Regions from separate parts of the Mus musculus genome. Here regions 2 and 3 are each linked to region 1. The links are chromatin contacts, called in public HiChIP or PLAC-seq and Micro-C maps. All regions are on one chromosome and are shown on one strand. Each heading gives the region's core, a stretch centred on a gene start, on an enhancer-like site or on the middle of the called end of the contact. The rest is flanking DNA. Distances are from core to core; before and after follow the strand shown.

Region 1 (2,700 bases), core at 107-2,606:
GGAAGCAAGGATGGGAGAACTCAGTTGGTTTTTCCTTCTTCCCTTTTTATTCAGTTCCAAGTTCTATCCTAGGGGGGGCTGCCGTAGGTCTTCCTGGAAAAGCCCTCACAGACATACCTAGAAGGTGTGCCTCGCTAATGCTCTGGGTACTTGTTTTAGGAGGTTGGACTTCTCAGGGCACGGAGCACCATGGACCGGTTTCAATCCAGAAAGAGTTTGGAATCTCCCTGGGGATGCTGTGTGAAAGTGTTGAGTGAAAGTGTTGAAGCAGAGAGGACAAAGTTGGACCAAACCAGGGGTCTTGAGTGGGGAGGGGCAGTGTAACCTCAAGCTTTTACACACGTGCCCCTATTCCCAAAATAATGACTCTGAGACTTATTTATTTATGAATAAATGTCATAAGTGTTGACTCATTCCTGCCAGTTTGTAACTCAATTATCCTGTTCAAACTAGTCTAAGTCTGCCATAAGACTAGTTACCTCTCCTCGGTTTCACGTGTCTTTCTTCCTCAGAGACCGGGATATATCCTCCCGCCTCTGTCTCCTAGCGTTCCAATCTCTCTAAACTGGAACTCCCACCTTCTATTTCCTGCCTCTTGCTAATAGGCCATCAGCTTTTGATTGACAGGTGATGCTTCCACACAGTGCACAAGAGATTCTCTCTACAGGACAGTGGGTGGGAGAAACATCTAAGAGGTGGGCAAGCGACGAGGCTGCCTGCCTGGCGGGGGAGTGGTTTGATCTAGTCTGGGACAAGCTGGGTGTGAAGACCCAGAGGGTCACAGGGAAAGCACAGGAAATCACCTGTCCCCTCCTGTCCCATAGCTGAGGGGACACCAGGAAGTGGGAGAGTGTGAAGCAAAGGATACCAAAGTGATAGGAGAGGGCAAATAGCCAAAATGAAACTAGGCATGGTGGCTCACACCTGTAATCTCAGCACTTAGGGGGTGAGGCAAGGAGGATCTCTGAGTTTATGCCGTACTAGACTACTAAATGATATTGATTTTTAAAAATCAGTTTGAATCCTTGTGGTGGTGTACGCCTTTAATCCTAGCACTCGGGAGGCAGAGGCTAGGAGTTCAAGGTTTGCTTGGTCTACAGAGTGGGTTGCAGGACAGCCAGGGCTACATGCTACACAAGGAAACCCTCTCTCAAAAACAAATACCTTGCCTTTTGTTTCTTCAGGCACGTTCCCTGGCTCCCAGCCCCAAGCACCTGCCAGCCCCAGTCTTCCAGCCAGGCCACCAGCCCCTCCCCCACCTCGAAGACCCAGCCCTCCCAGGCAGGGTCCCGTGAGCAGTGGACGTCGCGAGTGCTACTTTGATACAGCCGCTCCAGATGCGTGTGACAATATCTTGGCCCGAAACGTGACGTGGCAGGAGTGCTGCTGTACTGTGGGAGAAGGCTGGGGCAGCGGCTGCCGCATCCAACAGTGCCCGGGCACCGAGACAGGTGGGCGTGGCCTGTGAGGGAGACAAGGGCTCAAGCTCTTGGTGTAGATATGGGGATTGGAAAGAGGATACGTTTAGACTAAGGATTGGGTTAGTGGTGCAGCCGGGACAAGAGTGAGCCATCAGCCACCAGGCGGGCATCAGTGGGCATGAAGCTGAGAAGTGGGTGCTGACAGGCCTGGGCTTTAGCACCTGGTAGGAGGCTACAGCCAGTGAACTCAGGCAGGGACTGGGGCTCGGGTTTCAGAGTTCTTTCCTTCTATGTACAGCTGAATACCAGTCATTGTGTCCTCACGGCCGGGGCTACCTGGTGCCCAGTGGAGACCTGAGTGCCCGGAGAGGTAAGGCCAGACTTCAACCCCACCTACCCTCAGTCCCTAGGCCAAGCTCTGTCTCACCCTGCCTCTGTTCCTTCTTGCTTGCTTGCTTTCTCATTTGTTAGCTTATTTTTGAGGAGTGTATCTCACTAGTAGTCCAGACCAGCCTCAAACTTGTAAGCCACTCAATTTCTTGCTCCTGTCTTTCTTTTTCTTCTTCCTTCCTTTTCCTTTTCCTTTTTTTTTTTTTTTTTTTTTTTTTTTTTTTTTTTTTGTTAATTTTCTTTTGGGTTTTCAAGACAGGATTTCCTTAGGTAGCCCTGGCTGTCCTGGAACTCACTCCATAGACCAGGCTGGCCTTGAACTCAGAGATCCACCTGCCTCTGGCTCCCTAGTGCTGAGATCCATGGTGTGTGCCAGTACCACCTGCTATACCTTTCTTTTCTCTCCTCATTTTTAATTTGTGTTTTTGGCTACAGAGTCAAGTAGCCCAGGCTTGCCAAGAATTAGCCAGGCAGCAGAAGCTAACCTTGAACTCCTGTTCCTCCTATTTCCACCTCTTGACTGCTGGGTTTTCATGCATGCTCCGACATACCTGGCTCCCTTTTCTGTCTCTCACTTTATTCTTAAGATCCCCTCCTCATCCTGCCTTCTGGTTCCAGTTTTCCGTGCCTCAACTTGCGGGTACCATTGCGCTCTTCCTCTCTTGTGACTGGCTATATCCCACACTACCTGTTTTCTTCAAATCAAACCCACCCCTGCCCTCACCTCCCTCCACCTTTTCCTGCAGATGTGGACGAATGCCAACTCTTCCAGGACCAGGTGTGCAAGAGCGGAGTGTGTGTGAACACGGCCCCAGGCTACTCTTGCTATTGCAGCAACGGGTTCTACTATCACGCACACAGGCTGGAGTGCGTTGGTATGAGCCCCACC
Region 2 (2,700 bases), core at 112-2,611, 260 kb before region 1:
AATGCTCATTGTGCCAAAAAAAAAAAAAAGGGACTGAGGCTATAGGTGGGTGGTCAACTATAGGTGGGTGGTCGAGTACCACCCTAGTATGCTCAAGGTCATACTGCCAGCACCTCAAAACAACTGGCCAGGCGATGGTGCCTTTAATCCTAATACTCAGGTGACAAAGGCAGCAGGATCTCGTAGTCCGAGGCCAGCCTGGTCTACAGAGTGAGCTCCAGGGCAGCCAGGGCTACACAGAGAAACCCTGTCTCGAAAAAAAACTAACAGATTACTCATAAATAAATATTGAAAGGAGGAAAAAGGAGCCTCTATGTGATGGTGTACATCTGTTTGCCTCGGGGAGTGGCACTATCAGGAGGTGTGCCCTGTTGGAGTAGGTGTGTCACTGTGGGTATGGGCTTTAAGGCCCTCATCCTAGCTGCCTGGTAGCCAGTCTCTCCTCGCAGCCTTCAGGAGGAGCAAACTCTCAGCTCCTCCTGCACCATGCCTGCCTGCATGCTGCCATGTTTCCACCTCGATGACAACGGACTGAACCTCTGAACCTGTAAGCCAGCTCCAATTAAATGTTGTCCTTGTAAGAGTTGCCTGAGTCATGATGTCTGTTCACAGCAGTAAAACCCTAAGATTCTCTAAGGACATATTCCCAGTGACCCACCAGGGTCCACAGACAACAGCATGGGTATGGCGCCCAGGAAAGGATGTGCACTATCGGGAAGTTGTAGCAGAACCAGCAGAATGTTCTGAAATATTACCACCATAAAACCGCTACCTCCACAGGCCTCATCGAGCTTGAGCTTGGCTTTGGCTCGCAGTGCCGGTATGCACTGTGGTCCTGCCCTTGGCCAGGTACGGTCACTTACTTTTAAGGGCAGCCATGACTGCCCTTTTGCCCCTGCCCTCCAAGGACAAAGAAGGACATGAGCCCAGCGTATAACCCATGAGCCCAGCGTATGATGGCAGAGCAGAGGTGAGCGCTCTCCCCCTGAGCCCACACAGCCTGTACCTTTTGCTGCCTGCTGCTGCTCCAGGATCTTCCGGGTGCGGGGCGTGGTCCCCTTGGGCATGTGGATGATGTACTTTCCCTCCATCTCAGCCGTGACCCGCCGCCGCTTGGTGGGAACAACCAGGCTTTCCTCCTCCCTGTGGGCCAGAGCTGGTAAGGAGACAGGGGGTCAGCTCCCTTAGGGATGGATATTCTGAGCTGGGGATGAGAGACACCTAGCTATGGTCAGGACAGTTTACCTCTGTTTCCGTCCTCAATTCTGAGAGAAAGTCTCACTATGTAGCCCAGGCTGGTCTCAACTCACAAACTTCCTGCTTCAGCCCCTCAAGGGCTGCTTATGCGCATGCACCACTGCCCAGCTGCAGCCCAGTTTCTCATTGCTCACTGGTGTGACTGGCTTTCATGTGCACAGCTGCCCCATCACCAGACTGAGTCACTGAGGACATTAGTCATCTGATGTGACTAAACCACAAGATGTGCTCGGGATTTGACAATAGTGATGACTTCCCAGGCTCTCTGAGGTATGCCACACCCTGCTTGAATGGCTAAAATGTGGAACCCATGGGGTGGGTGGATTCGAGTCCCATAGGCTGCCTTTGGAGCTGTGGATGCCTGCCCTTTTTGACTTTTTGTTTTGGGCACTCAGCTTTTAACCAGTAATCAAGGGCCATACTGGTTTGGCATGGCGCAGAATTAAATTATACTCTAAAATATTTGTCTTGGGGCTGGGGAGATGGCTCAGTGGTTACAGAGAACTTGCAGAGGATCTGGGTTCAATTCCCAGCACCCACATGGTAGCTCACAACCACCTGTAAGTCCTATCCCAAGGGATCAGATACCCTCTGTGGTCTCTGCTGGCACAAAGCATTCCCGTGATGCAGACATTAATGCAGATAAAATATTCACACTTTACACATAAAACATGTAAAAAAATTTTTAAAAAATGGCATGGCAGCAAAAGCTTTTACTCACAGAGCCATGGAGCCAACCCTAAATTATACTTCTTTTTTGTGTTCAAGACAGGGTCTCACTGTGTAGCCTGAGCTGGTTTGGACCTTGTAATTCTCCTGGCTCAGCGCCCCCACCCCCATTATTAGAATTAACATCATAATCTACCACACCTACTTTATATTTCAACTAAAGACTCCCCTTCAGAGTGTCAGAAGGTAGGCGCACCAGTCTCTCATCTCAGGGCACTGTCATCTCAGCTCTCTAGAAACTGGTTTAACTTTCTGTTTCTCTTTTTTGGTTTGCTGTACCCCTAGCTAGCCTGAAACTCTCTATATAAACTAAGCCAACCTTGAAGTCTGAATAATCCCCCTGCCTCTGCTTTCTGAATGTTGGACTTATAGTGTGTGCCACCCTGCCTACCTTTTTACATTTAATTTTTTTTCTTTTTTTTTTTTTGTTTTTGTTTTTTTGTTTTTTCAAGACAGGGTTTCTCTGTGTAGCCCTGGCTGTCCTGGAACTCATGTAGACCAGGCTGGCCTCAAACTTAGAAATTCACCTGCCGGGGGCAGTGAGATGGCTCAGCGGTTAAGAGCACCGACTGCTCTTCCAAAGGTCCTGAGTTCAAATCCCAGCAACCACATGGTGGCTCACAACCATCCATAACAAAAATCTGATGCCCTCTTCTGGAGTGTCTGAAGACAGCTACAGTGTACACACATTAAACAAACAAACAAACAAACAAA
Region 3 (2,700 bases), core at 101-2,600, 340 kb before region 1:
TATACCTTTGGGGACGGTGGATGGGTGCTGGATGAGTGTATGAGGAATCTTAGGTAGCTAGAGAGAGCTTGTCTGGAGCTGGTAACAGCACTTCCCTGGGGTGGCTTGGCTCTGCCCTGGTCCTCCCGCCTAGGTTTCCTCTGTTCTAACCCCCTGCCCAGCCCAGCCCTGCCACTCACCTGTGGGCTCTCGGCTGCGGGCCTCCTGTAGGTAGCGCAGCGCACGTGCATAATCACCCAAGTGGTAGAAGGCAATGCCGGCACGATAGGTGGCCTTGAAGTTGCCCTGCTGTTTCTCCAGCACCTTGAGACAGTACTCACGCACCCGCTCATAGTTCACCAGCTCCGACTGCAGGAGGCAAGCTGTGGGATGCAGAGACCCTGTAGTCTCAGACACAGCCTGCATCCCCTAGGATTCACATGACCTCAAATAACCTGACCTCTTCCCCTGGGCATATGGGATTGCTCTGGCCACCAGGAGACACTAATCAGCTAACCTGTTAGTATAAGAGCTATCTGCGCCGCCGCTAGAGGGCGCAGGACAGACAAGTCTGAAGCAATTAGCTGGAGGTTTTCCCAAGTAATTATAGAGGGAGGGTCCAAGAACGAAATAGCCGGTGCAGGGTAAGCCTTTCTAACCTTGGCTCATGCGTGGCAGACCGGGGGAAAGAATGAGTCAGGGAAGTGGGGCTTAGAAGACCAAGTCCAGAGCCCGTTTCATTATTCAAGCCCCTGCTTACTCCATCCAAGAAGCCCTATTCATCTACTCCCAACTCTCTTCCTCAGCAAGTTTTGTAGTCTTCCCCGCCAGACCACAGCCCTGACTCCTTCAGCTTCCAGCCACCACAGGCTCTATAGCCTCCTGATTACCCCCTCACTACCCACCCGTTTCACCCGAGTCCTCTGCGCCCCCCGACGGCCCCGTACCAGTGAGGGAGTCGTAACATTCAACCTCTGTGTTCTCCACCAGGCGCCGCTGCTCCTCGCTGAGGCGGGCGGGCCCCGGGCTGGTGGTGGGTCCCGGGGAGGGGGTGGGCAGACCGCCAGGGCGGGCCCCTTGAGCCGCCTTCAGCTGCAGCAGTGCCCGGTGGTACTTGCCAATGGCTTCTCGGAACTTCTTCTCTCGGTAGCAACGCTGACCCTCCGCCTTGAACGCCACGGCAGCCCGCAGGCTGCTGTCGAGCGCCGCAGCCAGGCCCCCAGACGGCTCTGGGGCAGGACCCGACCGAGCAGAGCCATGGCGAGGCGCTGAGCCGGGGCCCGGCGGGGAAAGGGCGGGAGGCGGGCGCGGTGGAGGCTCCGGGGCAGCGCTGAGCATCAGCACCGGGGACAGCGCGCCGCGCTGCATTGTGGGAAACTCCTGCGGCCGCCGCTGCAGCTACCGCATCGCCCCCCGCGGGGCCGGTCCCCACCCTTTCTCCGCCCCCACATCTCTGGCTGCCGTCTCCGGCTGCCCCCTATGGGTCTAGAAAAACCCCTCCAAACTCCCCCTCGCTCACCCTCAAACCAGCCTGGGTCTAGTTGTTCTGGCGCCTCTCCCTTGTCCCCACAGTCCTTACCCTCCCACCCGACTGCATGTTCTCCCGGAGATTTCTAGAAGAAAAAGGCTGAGCGGGCAGACATCAGTTTTGTGGAAAGCTGGTTTTCAGCCCACTAGTCATTTGGCATGTTGGATAAGAATACAGGATTGGGAGTCAAGCTGCCCGGCTTCAGACACTGGTTTCTCATTACTCTATGATTTGGACAATCCCCTCAAATTACCTATTGTACTATAGTGCGGGACAATAGTACATACGTTGGAATCGATTCTTTATGTAATAAACAAATAGCCATTGCTCAATTTCTGTTCAGGGGGAGGGGGTTGATGGGCCAATGTAAAAACAAACAACAACAACAGAAGTCAAGTGGGGTAGCACCTGCCTGTAGTCACACTCGGACATCTGAGGCAGGAGAGTGGAAAGAAGTTTGAAGCTAATCTGGTGCTAACGAGGAAATTCCAGATCAGCCATGAACTACAAAGAAAAGGTAGGTGTGGGAGATTAAGGAGAAGGGAGGGAAAAGGAGAGAGAAAGAATTATTTAGATAGAGCCACATCTCCTAGGTTCACAGCCTAGTGGAGAGACAGACCTGTAACAGCCCAAAGTGGCTGATCCTGGGAAGCGCAGGAGGAGAGCCATGGCTAGCATGGAGAAGTCAGAGGAGGCATTTGCTCTAGGTTGAAGTGTGACTGGGGACTTCCTGGAGGAAAGGCAACTCTGCAACCTAGCCATTCTGTCCCTTGCCTTCCATTTCCAGAAAAGCCAGTGGGGAGGTGACAAGGGTCCCCACTGACAGCCCAGGACCACCAGTACAATAAGGACAACCAAGAAAATGCGGCTGCGGCTGCGCTGTGGTGGCACTCCCCTGCAATCCCTGCACTTAGGAGGCAGAAGCAGCAGAACTCTATGGTTTCCGGGCCAGCCAGAGCTACACCTGACTCAAAAAAGAGGGGGAAAAGGAAAGAAATTCGTTCATTATGGGCCAGCAACATAGCAGTAGCCACCACGTGAGTTCCATCTGTGGAACCAGCCTCTCAAAGTGGTTATCTGACCCCTTCCTACATATACCTGCACACACACACACAAACTCACGCACATACACACACACGCGCGCGCACACGCGCACACACACATACACACACGCACGCACACACACATGCACA

The links. A called contact is a pair of places that touch in the nucleus more often than the background predicts. HiChIP or PLAC-seq counts read pairs in DNA pulled down with a chosen protein or histone mark.
Region 2: a contact with region 1 is called in an H3K27ac HiChIP or PLAC-seq map of embryonic stem cells, with 5 read pairs. The contact joins two enhancer-like sites. A contact is called at or near these places in 4 of 115 datasets of contacts at active chromatin or transcription factors (embryonic stem cells, large pre-B cells and stem cell-derived neural progenitor cells) and 3 of 9 other capture datasets (adipose tissue, liver and pancreatic islet).
Region 3: a contact with region 1 is called in a Micro-C map of embryonic stem cells, with 2.0 times the contacts expected there. The contact joins the promoter of Ttc9b here to the enhancer-like site in region 1. A contact is called at or near these places in 3 of 39 promoter capture datasets (embryonic stem cells, pre-B cells and stem cell-derived epiblast-like cells), 2 of 484 Hi-C or Micro-C datasets (both in embryonic stem cells), 1 of 115 datasets of contacts at active chromatin or transcription factors (embryonic stem cells) and 1 of 9 other capture datasets (liver).

Annotation. Positions count from the first base shown.
Region 1 is chr7:27,309,272-27,311,971 of GRCm38.p6, reverse strand. Ltbp4 (latent transforming growth factor beta binding protein 4) reads left to right here. Exons shown (of 30, transcript NM_001113549.1): 23 at 1,185-1,451; 24 at 1,720-1,791; 25 at 2,558-2,686. Among named protein-coding and RNA genes, the nearest start is that of Gm30543, 19 kb to the left of the region's middle. Within about 2 kb of position 1,356, at least 41 of the 459 cell types and tissues checked have an H3K27ac peak or open chromatin away from gene starts, as enhancers often do. A contact at or near this core is called in embryonic stem cells and stem cell-derived epiblast-like cells, where this site is marked.
Region 2 is chr7:27,573,047-27,575,746 of GRCm38.p6, reverse strand. It overlaps 2310022A10Rik (RIKEN cDNA 2310022A10 gene), which reads right to left. Exons shown (of 10, transcript NM_175107.5): 8 at 1,007-1,156. Among named protein-coding and RNA genes, the nearest start is that of Akt2, 17 kb to the left of the region's middle. Within about 2 kb of position 1,361, at least 88 of the 459 cell types and tissues checked have an H3K27ac peak or open chromatin away from gene starts, as enhancers often do. A contact at or near this core is called in embryonic stem cells, where this site is marked.
Region 3 is chr7:27,652,574-27,655,273 of GRCm38.p6, reverse strand. It overlaps Ttc9b (tetratricopeptide repeat domain 9B), which reads right to left and starts at 1,350. Exons shown (of 3, transcript NM_028417.1): 1 at 927-1,350; 2 at 180-362. The coding sequence starts at 1,347. It overlaps Gm38973 (a long non-coding RNA gene), which reads left to right and starts at 1,042. Exons shown (of 3, transcript XR_881908.3): 1 at 1,042-2,024.